Regions from separate parts of the Zea mays genome. Here region 2 is linked to region 1. The links are chromatin contacts, called in public Hi-C maps. All regions are on one chromosome and are shown on one strand. The core of a region is the stretch at or near the end of the contact, and the rest is flanking DNA. Distances in the headings are between cores, read along the strand shown.

Region 1 (5,959 bases), core at 1,414-3,913:
ATGTAAATGTTATGATTTTATAATAATATTATGGAGAAAAAGAAAAAAATGGCTACACGCAAACTGTGTACCCATATATGACCTGAACATCCGAGTATTGCCAGGTAGTTCTCGGTATCCGATCTGAATCTGAAGGTGTACTATTCATATACTATCCATATCCGTCCTGATTATAAAAATACTCGAATCCATATCAAAAAACAAGTATTGTTATTATCCATATTTGGTACCGACGAGTATAACCGACATGTTTTCACCCTAAATAGGTCCGTCTTACAGTTTAGTCTACATGTGTGTAATTTATTTTGTAATTAGGTCATATTTAATAATTCTAACTAAGATCTAAATATGATATATACTAAGAGGTGTTTGGTTTATAGAGACTAATTTTTAATCTAACATTTTATTTTATTTTAATCTCTAAATTATCAAATACAGTAGTTTACGTATTTGACAATTTAGGACTAAAATAGAGGGTGTTTGACAATTCTAACTAACTATATTTTTGTCCCTAGAAAACAAACACCCCTAAAATTAGTTGATGTATCCAAACAACCCCTAAAACATTTCATAAGTTCACGTCTCAAGAGTTCAAATGGTGAACTAGAACGCACGGCACAGAGATAAAAATAGAACAACGCGCACGAGATAAGATACTGTGCTACTGCCTACTACTAGCTATCTAAACACGAAAAATGATGTTACACCGGAGTTTGAATCACCCCAAACTGATCTCTTTTTTTTGTTGAAAAAAGGCAAACTAATCTCTTTTCGGAAAAAGTGAATGCAAATCAATATGTAGCGCTGAGCCGTAGCACCGGCTGGTGATCCAACGGTTGAACTCAAGTGACGATGAGCTGGCGTACGTTGACCGGCGAGATGTCCATGGGTCCGCCGTCGAGGATCCGGCGGGCGATGAGCGCGTTGGCCGCCTCGCTGGGGTGGTAGGGGTCCCAGAACACATACTTTGACCTGTCCGCGCAGTACAGCGACGTCGGCCCGCACGGCAGCAGCCCGCCGAACCGCCCGCCGACGTAGCAGCACGCCGAGTCCGCCACCTCGAACCCTGCACGAGCACAGCAAGAATCCGAATACCCATGTGATTCTAGGCTAGAGCCGCTCGAGTAGCCCGATTAATTTCTTCACGTTACCGTGGGATCCGTAGTTGGCGATGATGTCGGAGAAGATGCGGTAGACGTCGGCGTAGACGAAGCGCGAGCCGGGGAGGGCGGCGCTCAGCTCGTCCACCAGGGCCCTGAGCCGCCGGTTGAATGCCCGCGCCAGCCGGTTCGGGAACTCGGCGCAGGCCGTGCCGGCCGACGGGTTCGTCTCGCGCTGGTACGGGATGCAGCCGATCGGCCCCACGTTCGCCACCACGATCTTGCGGGCATCCAGGAGGTACAGCCTCTGCAACGCACACAGCAGAGCGAATTACAAGGCGTGGCATTGCGAGATGCCTGACGACGACTGCCCAGGCGCAGCTGCAAGCTAGCGAGGAACTTACGGTGAGCTGTTGGCGGTACTTGGCGATCATGGCGCTGATGAAGGCGACCGGCGGCGTCGTGGCGCGCTCCGGCACGGAGAAGATGGGCGTGAGGTAGTTGTTGATGAAGTCGTTGGAGCCTATGGTGACCGAGAAGAGCGCGCCCCGCAGCAGGCTCACCGCTTCCACCTCCCCGTGCCGCGCCATCAGGTCGTGGCGGCTGTTCGCGTAGTTGTCGATCTGGGCGTCCAGATTCAGGCGCCCACCCTGTCAAGCAACAGCTTTTGTTAAGGCAAGGCAACCGTACTGTCTGCCTGTGTCTCCCATTCAAAATGATTTCTTTTCTTTTTAAATTTAAAATCGATTCCTTTTTGTAGATTCGTTACTTAATTGATAGCTCTGTGTTTCACGCAAAAGAGAAGAACTAACTCACGCAGACGCGATGATCCGAAGTTACGCGGGAACAAGCTAGCTAAGCGTTGGGGGGTAAAACACATGTTTGTGGTACGTAGTACTGCTGCTAGACTAGCACGAGGATTTCACACAACAGTTCCAGTGGAAGGCCATGTACTGACGAAGATACTGCCGGTTTCGTTGAGGATCCCTCCGCCGCCGGACGCGTAGTTGACGCCTCTCATCACGGCGTCGCCCGTGGTCTCCGGGGCCATGTACGGCGGCACGAACCCTCCCAGTCCCATCTCTTGCCCTGAAACATGGTCCAAAGGAAGGGAAAGGGTGGAGATGTTCAGGATGCATTCTGGCGAGCAATGCAATGCACGGGCGACACCAAAGATCAGGCAAAGAGACTGAGTGCGCATGGCACCTAGAATGTCGACGATGGTCCGGCCGTTCGTGTACCGGCCGGTGGGCTGGTGGCCCAAGAAGTCGATGCCGTTCGGGGGGAAGTTGGCCTTCGACAGGGAGACGATGTAGTTGTTGTTGCCGGCGTCCACGAGCGAGTCGCCGAAGATGAAGGTCGCCGGCATGCCACCAGCGCCGGCAACGCGAGAACGAGCGAGCACGGCGAGGCAGGCCAGTAGAGCGAGACCTGACGCCAATCTAGGCAGCTGCTCGTGCGGTCGACGCATCGATCGTTGAGACAAGAAAACGTTTCTCTTCCCCTAGTAGAAAGCTGCCGTTTGGGTGTTCGCAGCGGAAGGAAATGCTACAAGATTGGTTCGGGTGGAGGAGGATGTTGATGTCGAGGTTAAGAAAAGCTTGCCTACTTATATAGCGCGACAAACATGGAGTCTAAGAGAAACATATACACATATCTAATGTATACGAGAGTTTAGTGTACATGATGTACATACTCCAGCTCATAGCCCGCAGGCCGCAACCAAAGAGTTGAAGGGAGAAACATATCTAGTGTATATAAGAGTTTAGTGTACATAACACACATACTTCAGCCCACCATCAAAATGTTGCAGGGAGGAATATATAATGGGATTTAATATATGCATTATATGCACCAGATTCCTATGTGCATCGGGTATGTTCCATGGTAGAAAATAGAAACATATTTTGTGCTCATATTAAATCATCACTATCCATATTAGATCTACCATTTTTTTAGTTGTTTTGTATATTTTGCAAAGAACACCCTTCGAACAGGGTGAAAGTGGTGGAAGGTGTTCTTTTGTATACAGAGCAATCTTATATGTTAAATTTGAGATGGGTGATGATAATTTAATAAGTGAAACTGTGAAGGGTTGTGGAGGACAAGCATCGATGGAAGGGGCTTTATCAGTGCTAGAAGGTGGCGCGTTGGTCGTTGGAGGTTAGTAATAGAAAGAGGAGCATCAACACTCGGTTGGTATGGATATGGAGGAGGGGCATAATGGAAAGGAAGGAGAGGTTGGGGGGTTATTAGACCATGAGGACGAGCAGAAACTTTCTCTCGGTGATGGTGGATGGGATAAAACCGTCGAAGAATACTTATCCCAGATTGATAGGGTCTCGAGATGTTATGGAGATTGCTCGTTGAGTAAGTCCGTAAACGTTTATACTTCGAAAGGTTTCAAAGCGACTGAATCGAAATGAGCCAGCTCGAGCTATCTTGTTAGCTTGAACGAGCAATCATTTGTTAGAAAAACAAAGTAAGTGCTGGATGAACTAATAAGTGATCACTTTTATTAATTTGATATTGGATTGATGTGGTATGTGAAATTGTGAGTATTATTATTCTTTTGTAGTGTTAAATTAGTTTACATTTAACTAATAATTGATTATATTTTTATATAGATGTATATTGTTTTTTTTGGGGTGGGCCCTGAGCTAAACAAGTCAATTCAAGCTCACAAACTAGCAGAGTTGAGCTGGTTCTCTGTCTCGGCTCGTTACTTTAACGAGCAAGTTCAAACTCTACCGAACCAAGCCGAGGTGGCTCGATATCCTGCCATAATCGAGCGTCGGAGCGTCGCTGGCACCGGTCTTGTATTATTGTGTGGGTCCGAAATGTATTTAGGCCAACTCCAGTAAGACGCTCATATGGGTGTGCCGTGTGCAAGTGTAATACACTACTATTTGTAGGATGGAGTTTGAAGCAAGAAGTGAGATAGAATACAGCTGGAGATAGTCTTAGGAGCGTCCGTGCATGGCTAGATGGCAGCATTCATTCCATTTCACATTTCTGGAGCGTAGGGCGGCGTCGCCAGCCTGGTCTCGAGCCGTGGAGGCCTGGATCGGACATGATCCGAAGCAGCAGATGCCCGGCTGTTGTTTCGGTGACTGCGTGTACTACATATCTACTGGTCACGATCTTATTATAACTTATTGTCTTGGAAATCAAACGCAGGTTTGAATATTGCAGGGATGCCATTTACTGGCTCGCGGCATAATGCTCGATGCAAGTTGCTGCACTTGCGCCGTGGTCCACGGTAGTGCTTCTACACTACTACTAGCTTCTTTACTGCACATGTAATTAAAGAAAATTGAATCCCTGACCCCTGTTCTCGAAACGGAGCAGCGAGCCAAGCACGCGACCCATACGCGTTACGCCCGTACCAATGGCCAGTGTAGCGTAAAACATCACTTTCGTTTTTCTAAGGCTATAGCGAGCAGATAAAAACACAGTATTTTGCACTGTAGACTACAGTTTATAAAGTAGAGTTTGAAATAAAATGTAAGAATGTGTGAGTATAAAGAACAACGGTATTCAAAGCTGCCTCGCAGGTGGCCTACATTCAAAGGTGTAATCGGGTTAGATACATACGTATATTAGTCGTTTCATATTTATTTTTATATTTTCTCTTTGAATTCAAATCGGATATGAATATTATCAAGTTGTGCTGGATAAAATTTAAATAGATATCGATATCATAAATATCCAACTTTAAGAATAAGAATATGGATGAGTACTCGGACTCAGTTACAAATTGTATCTCAGCCCTCTTAGACGAACTGAGTTCGAATACATACGGATACTATCTATATAATTTACACCCTACCTGCCTTGCTCTTCTACATCCTTGCATCGCAGGTGATTCAGTTTCGACTTTGGGGCAGCGACATTTTTAAATTGCCTTTTGACAGGAATAGGCTTCCTTGGCAGCATGGTCACAGTGGAGGGAGAGGGGAGAGATAAGGGATACGTGATGATCCAAATAATATTGTCCATTATATTTGAGTGAGTAAGAGAGAGGGGTTATCTAGTGATCTGAACCATTTTTTTTGATGGTGTTTAATTTTGTGTGCAGTTTGTTACGGGTGTAAGGGTGATTTGGTTGAGTGGGTTTTGCAAAGTTTATTCTAGTGGATTATACAATGGTATAGATTCTATATATGTCAAAGACTCATTATAAATATATTTTGCTTCATATTTTATACATATATATTTATCATACCCTCAAATGTCTGGGTTTTGCGAAGTTTAAACCTTACAGGATTCCATGCATCGTACGTATGGAATTTGCACCAGAAATCCCATGTGATTGATCAAATCAACCCAAATCTGAGACTTTTGACTAGAAGAAGATTACACTAATGACGTCGATTCGTTACGTCAATCTGATGGTTGTGTATATAGTTAGCCCTGATGGCGATTCTAGCCGGTCGGGGCAAGTCACGCACATAACAGAGAAGGACGAAATGATCTCTTCGGTCATATCCAATGTGATCTACTTCAATCCATTATAACCAATTGATCTAATCTAACCATGCATCAAGTAGATCCATCTCATAAACCTAGATCCAGACCAAAAAACTATGCATAACCTAGCTCCGATACTATTGGAGGATTATGGGGAGGCTACAATAGCGCAAAACAAAATTTACGACCCCATAAACCAAGAACTACTACTGTTATAGGTCATGTAATTACTACTAGATGCACAGGGCAGCGAAAGTCATCTTGATGTAGACGTACGCGTCGAGCAGTCATCGGTGTCCTTCATGTCCTTGCGCAGTTCGTCCTAGTGCTCCATATGCAGCACCTCCGAGGTATCCACACGTACAGGGAAGAAGTGCCACGTACCA
Region 2 (5,959 bases), core at 1,799-4,298, 270 kb after region 1:
TTTGTAGTCCCCTTGTATGTTGATAAATTTATCCATGACCACCTTTTGTCCTGTAACATCTTGTCCAACAAAACAGACACCAACAATATTTTGTGTGTAATCTCTGCTGGAACAAGCATTGACAATAACAAATATTGCACCCTTAGATTGCTCTGACCCAAATGTCTTCAGCTTTATCTCCACATTTTTGTCTTCCTCACCTGTATGGGAAGCAACTTCACAAATTAGCACTCCCCAGTTGAACATCCATCAAAGCTAGCTTAGCTTAGCTACATGCATTGGTAAGTAGGTCAAAATAGTCCTGGGGGATAAACAATGTACTCCTGTGAGTAGCTAACACAACCTCTGGTATAAGTCTCATATGCTTACTTTTCACACATGAGCATTCCTATCTGCTAATTATAAGCACCAGTTTCTAAAAAACACTGTGAAAATGATTGAGTAAATTTGACGGTAGTTGCTAGTTTGTCTCCATTTTCTATATAATTGTGCACAAAAAGAAGTGTGGCTAAGAAACTGGGTATATCTATTTAAAAAAAACTTGACTGACATAGGAGGGCTTTTAAATTAAGAAGATGCATGCACAAATTAGCCTCGACAATGACTTGAACTTGGGGGATGTGGGTCTAGGCGTACATCCACACTATCAACCAACTGACCTAGGCTCAGCTCCTTCAAATATACATTTTCCAGGAGTATATATACCACAAATTTCAATACTTGGTGTAATAAACATGTATACATCGTGTCCATACACTTTTTGTTTATGTCATATACCTTAAGAGATACAACCAAGAACAGATAATATTTTCCTCAACAGCACTTCTCACAAAACATAATATAAAAGCAATAGCATCCATATAAGAAATGAAAATGGAATACCTCTTAAAGCTCGCGAGAGTAGCTTTTCGACTATATCATCACATTCCTTGAAGATAAGATCATTTACCAGAGATTTGCCCATTGCCTCCTCAACTGAAAGGCCTGTCAACTCGGCAATCTTTGCATTCCACCCATTTATGCATCCATCAGTATCTACTGCAAATATGGGTACTGTTGCTGTCTCTATCAATCGAACCATCTCTCTTGCTACAGAGCTAAGCTCATTTATCCCCCGCAATTCTAGCTCCCCAAGTTGACGTTGTCCATTGACAATGGCTTTTGAGTTGCTAGTGCCCTCTGCAGCATCTCTGAAGGAGTCACGCAATATGAGCTGCAAGGAATGTATTGCGTCCATTTCTGCATTCTCCCAGGACAGGCTTCTGCTTTTAACCACTTCAAGAAATGCCTTGAATGATGACCGTGGGTGCATCCTCTGACCATCATCCTTATCCTCAGGGTGATGTTTTGCGCCACCCCATTTGATCTCTTTAGCTGTGTGTGACCTAAACCAAAACAAGTAATCACTTGGTGTTATATAAGCCACCGCCATTCCACACACAGCATCCCCTAATGCAACAGCACCAAGGTAGCCTGCATCAGCAAGGCTATCTGTGCTGAGCCCTGTTGAGTCCCCATGACACACCGTCAACCACTCGATAATATCCTTAATCTGAGACTCGGTGGGAGTGACACCCAATGGGTAGTACTTCCCACGATAATACAGTGCAGCCCCATCGCACTTCACAAGGTCCATGACGCTGGGGCTCTGCGTGATGATGCCAGCTGGTGAATCTCGCAGTAGCATGTCACACAATAGCGTCTGAGTTCGCAAAATGTGCTTCTCTGACAGCTGGTGCGCAAGCTGCAACTCCATGTTGAGCTGCAGCCCAAATGCCTGCATGAGAAACTCGCAAGCATACCTCAATGGAAAAGGGATACACCGTGGTGATGTATGGTGGCACACCACTAACCCCCACAACTTCATTGATGAGGAGATGGCACCCCGACCTGTTCGCTCGTCGTCACCACCACTGCTAATGATGACTGCCATAACAAGCGACGCAATTGACCCCATGTTCGCCATGTACTGTGCATGGCACCCGTGCGGAGCGCGTAGCGTGGAGCCTACCAAACACAGCTGCTGCGACAGCCCAGGATCTTGTATGACTCTCACCGGGATGGCATGGCAGTCTGCGATCATTCGCACGCGGTTCTGCTGGAACAGGAACCGCGACGCCTGGGGGATATCTGTGGCGGGATAATGCAATCCGAGGTAAGGCTCAAGGTTATCGCGCCGGCTCTCTGCGACAACTTCCCCGTGCTCGTCTTCATGGAACTTGTACACCATGACACGGTCGTAACCAGTGAGCTCGCGAACATGCTCCACGACTGTGTCGCATAGGAGCTTGACGTCCCCGCCGGGTAGCGCCTGGAGGCGGGAGATGGCGCGGACCGCGAGTTTCTGGGACTGGACTGCGCCGGCGATGGAGAGAGCGGGGTCCTCGGTGCGTGCGGGCTCGAGGTCGATGACGACGCCGACGTCGATGCGGTGGAGGATGGCGTAGAACGGCTTGGAGGAGGCCCTGGAGTGGATCCATAGCGGGTTGAGCAGCGATATCTCGCGCGCGGCGAAGGCGCGCTCCAGCAGGACCGCGGACGAGGGGGAGAAGTAGAGGCGTGCGTCGGCACCAAGGGAAACAGGGGGCAGCGCCACGGAGTCGAGCGAGGGAACGGAGTGGTGCGGCGACAGGTCGAGCAGGTCGGCGGCGTTCTCAGAGAAGGCGAGGAGGCGGAAGGAGGAGTCGTCGGCGACGGCGAGCGTGCAGCCCAAGGGCTGGATGTGGCCGCCGCGCTGGATGCGTGAGAGGTAGGCGGCGATCTGCTGCTCGGAGGACGGCGTGGGCGGCGCGCGCAGCGACTGGGAGTAGTCGAAGCTGCGGCCCGACGCGCCCGACTGCTCGAACACCGCGTGGAGCCGCGCGTCTAGGTTGTACTGAGCGACGGCCTTGGAGACCGACTCCGTGGCCGCAGCGCCCCCGCCACCTCCTCCCGCGCCTGCGCGGGACGTGCTCCCGCCCGACGACTGCGAGTGGTGGTGGTGCGCGTGACGCGGCGCCACGCGTCGCGCGGAGGGGGAGCGCTTGGGGGGGCGACTGTCCGACGCCATGGCGCTTGGGGGAGCTCTCACTGGATTAGGCGGCCCCGTCCGCCGGTCTTGTGCTCGTCAGTCGGCTCGCTCGCCCCCTATGTGTTCGTCCGATACCTTAGCTTTGCTTCACCGTTCCTCGCTGCGCTCATTGATTCACGAGGATAAAATAAAGAAGAAAAATTTGGATCCATACCATTAAAAGATCACCAATTTAGATCTATACCATTACTATCTCACTTACATGTGGGTCCACATGAGTTAATAACACGTGGGGTCCATGGTATATATCTAAAGTTTGGATCTTTTAATGGTATAGATCCAATTGTTCCAATAAAGAAGTGGGGATGTAAAGTGGGGGGCGTGGAGCCAAGGATATTGCGCGCGAGGCGATGCGCCGATGACGATGGCTGTGATGGGGATGGTACTAGGGGATCGGGGCTCGGCAGGGGTTCAGGTCTGGAATGGATTGCGCTCGCGCTGGGGCCTGAAGTGGATGCGGATACTTTCGCCTTTGTAGGCTTGTAGCTAACCGCTGAAGACGGGGATTGTGCTTCCTTTTTCTTTATTTATTCTTCTTTTTTTTAAAGATCCAATGACCAGTCTTGCGTCGGGTACTCCTCCGTTCCCGTGTATAAATCCATTTACATTTGCTATAAGTTAAATAGTAAAGTGTTTGTAGGTTACTATAGTTTCTACTTATTGCTAGTACGTTGCTATGATTTCTATTTATATTTATGGTGTTGTTTGGAAGCACATAATTTTAAAAAAACTGATTTATAGAAAATAAATTCTCAAGTTCTTAAAAACCAAGAAGCTACTCTCCTCTAACTAAAACTAGCTTGTGTTTGTTTAATTGCATCACGCTCTCATTGATTTCATAGAATTTACATCTATTGACACCACTTATAAAAATAGAGAAAAGATATGTTGATAATTGTGTATAGAAAAAACTAGAAACCGATTTCTTAGAAATTGAGTTTCAAACATCTCCACCAAACTTATTTTCATAAATCAGTTTCTAAAAAACGGGAGACAGAATTTGGTTTTTTTTAAAATCGGTGTGCTTCAAAATATTTTCTAAGTGTCGAATATAAAATACAAAGATATATATGCTTAGTTGGCTAGGTGAATAGGAATATCGGTGTAGAGTTGACAACCATCAGGCCCGTGCACAAGCCGGTGCATCCTGTTTGGCTGAACAGGCCCCCCATTTATTTGGGGCCCTAACTTTCCGTGTATGATCTATTAGTAATTCTAATTAGATTATTAGGAACTAGAATGTAAATCCTGCCGCGTGCAGCCTGCTAGACGGACACAATATATCTTTCTTTAATCATTTCTCCTATCGTTCGACGTGACCTTGTTTCGCCTGCTGCCTGATGGGCGACGATCACAGACATTTGTTTCGCCTGCCACCAGCGCACAGCGTGATTCTACCGTCTACACTACACTCGTTCGTCGTCCAGCGGTAGACAGCCAACGCGGCAACAACGATCTCCCTCCGTCACTTGCTTTGTGTCTTGATATTTAGGAAATAAAGTGTTCAAATCATAAGGTACCTCTAACATCCTACTGTATACATGTATATTTATTTGCTAACTTTGTTAGTAAAATAATTTATTGATTATTCTATTTATCTTGTATATATGTATATTAAATATTGTAGTATTTTAAGATCCAATTATCGATGCCATGTCTTTGACCAATTGGTCTTTGAAAATATGATTCCGGTTACTAAAAGCTTTGAGAGTGGATTGTTGGATAAGATTGAATATGATCATACCATTAAGAATCTATTGCAAGGAACACAAAGAAAATAAAATTGTTCAAGTAAAATTTATATAACCAAGAGTTTAATAGGTATAATTTTCATAAATTCCATTTCTATATAATACATTACAGCATTTATGTTTTTATAAATTTATATTTTAGTGATTTTGTGATAAGAGCCTCTATTCAATAATTTCGTACGGGGCCTCGATTTTTACTGGCACGGCCCTGACAACCATAATTTGGATTCTCATTATACATAATTGTATTATTTTTACTATTTAAATGTAAGAAGCACGACCGTATCCAATCTTGACAACAGATATCCATACCTTTTATATAATTTGGCGTTGCTAATTTTATTATGAAAAGTGCTTTTACAATGTATAAATCTTTTTATATATATTCTTTCAGAAAAAAAATGTTTTAGACAAAATAACTTATGATTAGAACTAGTTTGAAAACTCTATTTTTCAAGAAATTTATATTTTTCCAAAAAGAAATAAATTAATTTCACTTGAAACAATAAAAATAAAAAATGGAGTTTTCAAACTAGCCCTCAGAAAAGGTAGTTAGAAAGTAAATTACGCCCTTACATATGTCCTTCTCTACTAGTATAAAGCACCAACCTCTAACGTTGTTGTCGTGTGTGCAACACTTTTGCAAAAAAAAAAACTTATACGAAAGAGACTGAGACCAAGACAAAGCAAATGTTGTGTACAAATACCGCCACATCGTCGCCACCTCTGCATCGACAAAATTGTTTATTTGAATATCTCTATATTGTCACTCGTAAAAAATACCCCACTGACATTAGCAAAAATAAGACCACAATATGAGTATTCCTTGCTAAATTACAACACCAACACTATTTTCTTCGTGTCCTAATTTATAATTCGTTTACATTTTTGTGCCAAGTTTGATAGGCTCATCTTTTTTAAAAAGAAATAAAAAAATCAAAGTTATACCTAAAATATGTTATATGTTAAATGATGTCATAGTAAAATTAATGATAATTAAGAAAAACTTTGAATTCAGTCAAATTTAGAGTAAAAAAGTTGAAAGAAGTATAAATTGAAATGGATGAAGTATTATTATTTTTTACTTCAAATATAGACACAGTAGCTGTCTTAGCCCTGACGCGTAGCGTTAAGCACG

The links. Hi-C and Micro-C count contacts between places; a contact is called where the count stands out from the background.
Region 2: a Hi-C map of tassel shows a contact between it and region 1, with 3 times the contacts expected there. The contact joins the promoter of LOC100381811 here to the promoter of LOC100277158 in region 1. A contact is called at or near these places in 2 of 25 Hi-C or Micro-C datasets (ear and tassel).

Annotation. Positions count from the first base shown.
Region 1 is chr9:140,759,820-140,765,778 of Zm-B73-REFERENCE-NAM-5.0, forward strand. It overlaps LOC100277158, which reads right to left and starts at 2,664. Exons shown (of 5, transcript NM_001350252.1): 1 at 2,307-2,664; 2 at 2,059-2,189; 3 at 1,505-1,750; 4 at 1,152-1,407; 5 at 647-1,066. The coding sequence starts at 2,571. The coding sequence ends at 843.
Region 2 is chr9:141,025,521-141,031,479 of Zm-B73-REFERENCE-NAM-5.0, forward strand. It overlaps LOC100381811 (phytochromeB2), which reads right to left and starts at 3,049. Exons shown (of 4, transcript NM_001174606.1): 1 at 883-3,049; 2 at 1-200. The coding sequence starts at 3,049.